Regions from separate parts of the Danio rerio genome. Here region 1 is linked to region 2. A link is a contact called in public HiCAR-type data. All regions are on one chromosome and are shown on one strand. The core of a region is the stretch at or near the end of the contact, and the rest is flanking DNA. Distances in the headings are between cores, read along the strand shown. Region 1 holds the start of gfod1 (glucose-fructose oxidoreductase domain containing 1). Region 2 holds the start of katnip (katanin interacting protein).

Region 1 (4,120 bases), core at 1,195-3,694, 240 kb before region 2:
TACAATGAATACAATTTGACTGATAGATGCTGCTATATTCAGACTGTTGCCATACAACTGTGTTTAAACCCCTTATAAAAGTGATTTCTGCATAATAGGTCTCCTTTAACACATGAATATCTCCTGAGGGTGTCATCCTGTTTCTAAAGCAGCTCTGCTCTGGGGTTTTGGTGTTTTTCGCAATCAGATGATCAGCACATGATCTCCAGTCAGATCACAGACACACGAGCGACTCATTAAATCTTCATGAACTCACTGATGGACAAACACAGAGATCACAGCTCAGATTCAGCGTTCCTGATTCACAGTACTCGTTCATCTTCATCATCCTCTCTCACTCTGTATCAGCAGGTTCAGGAGAAACCCAGAAACCCCCCGGCAGCAGAAGCAGACAGATATCGACTCGCTGCTACTGTATTTTCCATCTGAATATTGACTCATGCTTACATCGCTTTAGGAAACTGTGCAGAGTTAGGGCTTTGAGGTACTTTATTGCTGATGTAATGGTTTATATTTTTACATTAATATTAATATTCCTTCATTCATTTTTCTTTTGGTTTAGTCCCTTTATTAATTAGTGGTCGCCACAGCGGAATGAACCCCTAACTATTCCAGCATATGTTTTACACATCAGATACCCTTCCATCAACCACACACATGGACAATTTGACTTACCCAATTCCCCTATAGCGCATGTGTTTGGACTGTGGGTGTAAACCAGAGCACCAGGAGGAAACCCATGCCAACACAGCCGAGACTCAAACCAGCAACCTTTGTGCTGTAAGGCCACAGTGCTAACCACTGCGCCACCATTCTGCCAAACAAAATATTTAGGTAAGGTAAAAAAAAAAGCTAAAATATTTGTATTTCTTCATCTTATATAATGTTTTATAGTTGAATATAGTTTAAGTTCACTTTATTAACTATTATAAATGTAGAAAATATAAATAGTTAATGTTTAATGTTTGATATATTAATCTTTTTGTATTTTGATAAGCCCAAGATGGTGACATTCCTACAGTCATGAAGGTTAAGATTTCACTTTTTATCAACTATATTATTATAAAAAAAGATAAAAAATAAGTGTAATAAAATGTAAATATTATGTCATTTGGCAGTTCTGTGTGGAGTCTGCATGTTCTCCGTGTTGGCGTGGGTTTCCCCCACAGTCCAAACACATGCACTATAGGGGAATTGATTAACTAAATTGGCTGTAGTGTATTGTAGTGTAGTGTGTGTGTGTGAATGAGTGTGTATGGGTGTTTCACAGCACACTGGGTTACAGCTGGAAGGGCATCCCCTGCGTAAAACATATGCTGGACAAGTTGGCAGTTCATTCCGCTGTGGCAACCCCAGATTAAAAAAAGGAACAAAGCTGAAGGAAAATGAGTGAATGATTAAATATAAACGTAGGTAAATGTAAACATTATTTGTTTAATGTTAATTTTATTTTAAATATATATAATCAGCCTTTAGTTCCTTACTGTGCTCTATTTAATTTCTAAAATATTTTTAAACAACTATAAATTCTGATCTCTCAAGGTTATTGTGTTTTCATCACTGCACATATATATAAAAATAAAAATACTATTTTATTATTATTATTATTATTAATGTTTGAGATTTAATTTCTAATATAAATATGAATAATTTAAATATGTTTTTTTCCTTATGTTTATTGATTGTTTTCCCTTTTCTCCCCATTAACTAGGCATACAACAACAATGCAGCCTACACAGCACATATCTACACCCTTCTTATATATGTATATACACATATACATACACACATATACACATTTTAATAGCATAGGTAAAAAATATAATAATCAATATATACATGTGCATGACAAAAACAATAATACAAAAAAAAATAAATAAATAGAAATAAAAAAACATGTTCACAAATACAATTTACATAATATTCATATATGGTTCCCAAAGATAAAGTCCTTCTGCTTGCCTTTGATGATATAAGTTAGTCTCTCCAGTCAAGAATTTTGATATTTATTATAAACATTATAGGTTAAATAATTGTTAAATATAAATATTATTTAATTATATATATGTATATATCCCTCACTGCGCTCTATTTAATGTATCTTTTTAAAGGGAATAATCGTGATCTCAGAGTCCCGCTGTGATCAATCGCGCTGTGCAGATTTCGCTGTCTCTCATCTCCTACTACGGCGTAGGCTTTGCTTACAAATATTACGCATTAAACCATGCTGACGTTGCTAGGTAACCTTCCCGCGTCCTATTACGTAACGCAATAAATACTCCCAAACCCCGCCTTTGTCAACACACAATTCGCCAACTCCCCCAGCGCCCACATACTCACGGCCAATCAGAACGTGCGCTTTCTCCAACGTCACCCTGCGATATTAATATTCTCGCGCAAAGCCTTCGCCATAGTATTTAAAGCGTCCGGTAGTGAAGGAGTTAACGGAGAGGGCGGAACTCTGCACCGGCCGCAGTAGATGATCGCAATATTGATACCGAGAGCTTCGGAGACGCTTACAGCAACATTTAATCATTCAAGATATCATTTTCAACGCCTCATATTGACCCCGGATGATGATACCGAATGAACGCGACGCGCGGAAACCGACGCGGAGGATTCAGTGGAGATATAACGTTAATATTACATCATCATCATCGCGTATATTGATTTTAAATATTTGCAGGCTGGATTATCACCTTCATCCTGGTTCATTTGAATGAATAGTTGTTGATTTTCTCATTTGTTTTGAATTTGAGCCGTTAATAAAGCGCGAGGACGCAATGGTCATCGCCGTGCACGGGTTCGAGCGCGCGCCCGCCGGGTGTCCCGCAGCCTCAGGTGTTGTGTGAGCCTCTGTCCGGTCATGTTGCCCGGTGTGGGTGTGTTCGGGACCAGCCTGACGGCCCGGGTCATCATCCCTCTGCTGAAGGGCGAGGGTTTCTCGGTGAAGGCGCTGTGGGGTCGCACGCAGGAGGAGGCGGAGGAGCTCGCGCGCGACATGAACGTGCCTTTCTACACCAACCGGATCGATGACGTGCTGCTGCATCCGGATGTGGATCTGGTGTGCATCAACCTGCCGCCGCCGCTCACCCGACAGATCGCCGTCAAGACATTGGGTGAGCCCGCTGTTTTCCTCATGCTTCATCTGGAGGCATTGCTCAATGCTGCAGGGCGCTTGTCAGATCTTGTTTTCATGTTAGGTGTGGCTTTTCTTAATGCATGACAATATCACACACTTGCATCATCAGTGCTTGCATCATAATAGTGCTTTCTGTCCAGTTAATGCACATTGAGAAACAGAAACACACAGTTTCTGCAGACTTTCAAGGGCTTGTTGCTAAAAGGGATACAGCTGCGGTGGGAAGCAAACAAGAATTATTTATTTACCAAACCATCATGATCACAGTGATGTAAAACTGTAATTAAACAGAGTATTATTCAAATTATTTATTAAATTACCTATTAAATTGTATTTTATTAACCCCGAACCCCAACCCTCACAGTAATGTAAAAACACTAAATATACAGCGTATTATTCATATTATTTATACAATTACACATTAAATTGTGTTTTATTAACCCCAAACCTAAACCCAACCATTACAGTAATGTAAAAACAGTAGTCATGCCATGTGTCATTCATATTATTTATTAAATTACTCATTAAATGGTATTTTATTAACATCTACCCCACACTAACCCTCACAGTAATGTAAAACATTAATTATACCGAGTGTCATACATATTATTTATCAAAGTACACATTAAATTTGTGTTTTATTAATATCTACCCCATCCCAACCCTAAACCCAACCCTCACAGTAATGTAAAGACAGTAGTCATGACAGGTGTCATTCATATTATTCATACAATTACCTATTAAATAATATTTTATTAACGTCTACCCCACACCAACCCTCAAAGTAAAGTAAAAACAGTAAATATACAGAGTATTGTTCATATTATTTAATAAATTACCCATCAAACTGTATTTTATTAACGTCTACTACCCCATCCCAACCCTCACAGTAATGTAAAAACAGTAAATATACAGAGTATTGTTCATATTATTTAATAAATTATTACCCATTAAGTATTATTTTATTAATGTCTACTA
Region 2 (4,654 bases), core at 1,085-3,584:
AAAGAAATCAGATGAACTGCATTTAATGCTAAAGATGTGAAATACAGACGTGAAAGACAAGAACTCTTACAGAATCTGCACTGTTTCTCAATCACAGCATCTGGACACTAAAGAGAAGCGTGAAATATGAAGAGAAGGAAAAGACTGGAAGAAGAAGAAAAAGTGTGAGATTTACATCAGGAAATGAAGGAGATCTGTTAATAATTGTGAAGAGCGTTATTCAATGAAGCTTGTGTTTCTGTCAGGTGTCCACTGCACATGACAGCAATCTAAACACAATTCAGAAATTCATGTAAAGCGGTGAATAAATCGGTGTATTCGTGCTGTAACAGATCTATTTGACTAAACCTACATGTACTGAATCAAAAGCTATATAACACTCACAAAGTGTTCATATTTGCGCAGCAGTTTACAATAAGGTTGTGTTGGTCATTGTATTTATATCATATCATTTTATTTACTGCCATTTCACCAACACCAACTATTATCATGACAAAACATTTCATTAATAAATGTAGAGTTACAAATTTAATACACACATTAGATATTATTTTGTACGTTTATATACACTACCTGACAAAAGTCGTCACATATCCAAGTTTTAGGAACAGTAAATAATAAGTTGACATCTAGTTGATCATTTGGTATCAGAAGTGGCTCATATAAAAGGCAAAGGCCTCTAGATGACGCTCATTTGACTAAAATAAAACATGATCATGCCTTGATTTTGAATGATTTCATTAGGACAGTAAGGTCTGACTCTGCTTAAAGTCTCATCACTGAACAGAAATAATGTCCAGTATAGAATATAAAGTCCTGCTGCAGTGGAGACAGAATAATTATTGTGTCTGACTCCATCATGAGCTTGGAGGACTGCATCCATACATCTCTGCAATGACTCAAATCACTGATTAATAAAGTCATCTGGAATGACAGAGAAATCGTTCCTGCAGGACTCCCAGAGTTCATCAAGACTCTTTGTGTTCATCTTCAATGCCTCCTCCTTCATCTTATCCCAGACATGCTCAATAATGTTCATGTCTGGTGACTGGGCTGGCCAATCCTGGAGCAGCTTGACCGTCTTTGCTTTCAGGAGCTTTGATGTGGAGGCTGAAGTATGAGAAGGAGCACTATTCTGCTGGAGAATTCACCCTCTCCTGTGGTTTGTAATGTAATGGGCAGCACAAATGTCTTGATACCTCAGGATGTTGATGTTGCCATGCGCTCTACAGATCTCTCGCACGCCCCCATACTGAATGTGACCCCAAACCATGATTTTTACCTAACCAAACTTGACTGATTTCTATGAGAATCTAGTCTCCATGTGGGTTCCAGTAGGTTTTCTGCAGTATTAGTGATGATTGGGATGCAGATCAACAGATGATTCATAGGGAAAATCCACCTTCTGACACTTTTCTAAATTATCAACTAGAAGTCAAGTTATTATTTGCTGCTCTTCCAGCTGGGATCAAAGACAAGACTTTAGTCAGGTAGTCAGTGATAAAAATGTAAAGATTTCTGCTGAATATCTAGTTATTGTATTAATTAACAAGAACAAACAATGAATACATCTAATACCATGTTTATTCATCTTTGTTAATGTTAGTTAATGGAAATAAAGGTGTTTATTGTTAGCATTAATGTTAATAAGTATAAATTTGGACTTTAACAATGCAATAATAAACGTTTAAGTACGATCAACAAATGATGTACACATATTGTTCATAACTAGTTTGTGTTAGTAAATACATTAAAATTGACTAACAAAACCTTCGTGTAAAGTGTGAATATATTTTATACAACATTAATATTTGAGTCATAATTCTAAAGGGAAATATCACAGCACATCTCAATCATAGTTAAGAACTAAGCTACTTAATACTATATAAGTGTAAATAATTAATAAAGATAATGACTTTTAACACTTCTAATAATATAAACCGTGCATTTATGATGTTTATTAATATCAATGTACAGCTCTAGTTTTAATTATCTCATAAAGCTTAGAGAATCTCAGTATTACTTAATCTAACCTAGTCTAAACTCTAATATTAGCTAAACAATTCGATAATACAGATCAAATCAGATCTAATACGGATGCTCGTGCTGATAACTAACGTTAGCCTTTCTGCTAACAGCACACACCATAGATATATATAAACAGACCCACCCCGCCATTAAACTTTATGACCTAAATATTCATATTCGCTCTGCTATCTAATGATAAAAACATTAATATACACGTGTAAGAAATTTACTTACAGTCCATGACATCTCTCCGCTGAAATAGCCCTTCTGTTTGCAGGAGTGTCTGCGTGTTGTTGTTGATGATGCCTTGGCTGAGGGCTTGTAACTAGGCGGAATGTTGACCAATCACAGCGCGTTTCCAACACACAGCGCCCACCCTACAACGCAACTGACCATTCACAGGGGTGAAGTACGGAAAAGGGCCCGCCCACAAGCCGTGGTGAAGCGGCTGTATCCAGGTGAATCGCTCTCCAATCACAACACAACTCCTAAAATTAAAGATCCGCCCACACAGCTGAAGTCAACATTAAACGTTTGCTCCATACAAATGTCCGACTGCAACATATTAGTTCGACAAATATATCAACACGCTAATTTTCTTGTATAAAGGTAGGCTATAGAAGACTATTAAAAGTATTCTCAAGTCACCCTCAAAGATTCAGCTTACCTGATGAAAGGATGAAAAAAAATAGATATCAAATTCATAAAAACATCTGTTTAAACCAAATGATATCCTTTATCTCAATATTTGCTTGGTTAGAAGAAGTCTGTGGTGTAAGACAAACTAAATAATCATATTTAGACATCAAATCCATTGATCATACTAAATATTGACCACTGTTGTTTGTCGCTTTCCCTATAAAACGATGCAACTTTGTCGAAAAATATGTAATAATTTAGGATATTTTACAAAGATTCACAGGAATGAAATTTTAAGAAAAAATCATGTCTTATTAACCAAATAAACTTGACTTGATAATAACCAAATAAAATAATATTTGTTGGCATGACAATCATTCATAAATCTGTACATGCATCTACATCATAGGTTGTGATAAGTACTAACAAGAGCTTTAAAATAAAATAATATTTCATCCAGTATATTAAGACACGTTTGATGAAAATTTACTGCATAATATAAGATTAATAAGCTTACCGGTCACTTTATTACAGGGGTCCAAACTCAATCCTGGAGGGCCAGTGTCCTGCATAGCTCCAACTCCCTTCAACACGCCTCCCTGGAAGTTTCTAATATACCTAGAAAGAGCTTAATTAGCAGGTTCAGGTGTTTAATTGGGGTTGGAACTAAAATATGCTGAACCGTGTTTGGACACCCCTGCTTTATTAGGTACACCTTACTATTATCAGTTTGGACCCCTTTTTGCCTTTAGAACCGCCTTAATCCTTCATGGCAGAGATTCAACAAGATACTGGAAATATTCCTCAGAGATTTTGCTCCATATTGACATGATAGCATCACACAGTTGCTGCAGATTTGTCGGCTGCACATCCATGATGCAAATCTCCCGTTCCACCACATCCCAAAGGTGCTCTATTGGATTGAGGTCTGGGGACTGTAGAGGCCATTTGAGTACAGTGAAATTGTCATGTTCAAGAAACCAGTCTGAGATGATTCACGCTTTATGACATGCTGCGTTATCCTGCTGGAAGTAGCCATCAGAAGATGTGTACACTGTGCTCATAAAGGCATGGACTTAACAATACTCAGGTAGGCTGTGACGTTGACATGATGCTCAATTTGTACTAATGAACTCAAAGTGTGCAAATAAAATCTCCCCCACACCATTACACCACCACCACCAGCCTGAACCGCTGATACAAGGCAGGTTGGATCCATGCTTTCATGTTGTTTATGCCAAATTCTGACCCGACCATCCGAATGTGTCAGCAGAAATGGAGACTCATCAGAGCAGGCAACGTTTATCAAATCTCCTATTGTTCAGTTTTGGTGAGCCTGTGTGAATTGTAGCCTCAATTCAACAGGAGTTTTTAGCTGACAGGAGCGGCACCCGGTGTGGTCTTGGATGTGTTGTGTGTTCAGAGATGCTCTTCTGCAGAGCTCGGTTGTAGCGAGTGCTTATTTGAGTTACTGTTGCCTTTCTATCAGCTGGAGCCAGTCTGGCCATTCTCCTCTGACCTCTGGCACCAACAAGGCATTTGTGCCCACAGAACTGCCGCTCACTGGATATTTCCTCTTTGTCAGACCATTCTCTATAAACCCTGGAGATGGTTGTACGTGAAAAACCCAGTAGATCAGCAGTTTCTGAAATACTCAGACCAGCCCGTCTGGTATCAACATCCATGCCACCTTTAAAGTCACTTAAAATCACCTTTTTCCCCATTCTGATGCTCACTTTGAACTGCAGCAGATTGTCTTGACCATGCCTAATACATGCATTGAGTTCCTGCCATGTGAATGGCTGCTTAGAAAGTTGAACAGGGGTCCCTAATAAAGTGGCCAGTGAGAGTATATTAAAATAAAAAAATAAATACACTGCTGCTAATAAAATAAACCATAAAAATTAATATAGGAATCTGATAATTCAGCAATGAACGAATCTGATGTACAAAAGTCACACAAAAGTCCAATGTTCAACACATTTTT

What was found. HiCAR-type assays count read pairs that join an accessible place to other places.
Region 1: a HiCAR-type map of caudal fin shows a contact between it and region 2, with 6 times the contacts expected there. The contact joins the promoter of gfod1 here to the promoter of katnip in region 2. A contact is called at or near these places in 1 of 18 Hi-C or Micro-C datasets (hematopoietic stem cells) and 1 of 4 datasets of contacts at active chromatin or transcription factors (caudal fin).

Annotation. Positions count from the first base shown.
Region 1 is chr24:43,487,262-43,491,381 of GRCz12tu, reverse strand. gfod1 (glucose-fructose oxidoreductase domain containing 1) reads left to right here and starts at 2,444. Exons shown (of 5, transcript XR_012399598.1): 1 at 2,444-3,119.
Region 2 is chr24:43,251,612-43,256,265 of GRCz12tu, reverse strand. It overlaps katnip (katanin interacting protein), which reads right to left and starts at 2,334. Exons shown (of 28, transcript XR_012399560.1): 1 at 2,263-2,334. dcun1d3 (defective in cullin neddylation 1 domain containing 3) reads right to left here. Exons shown (of 4, transcript NM_001103112.2): 4 at 4,636-4,654.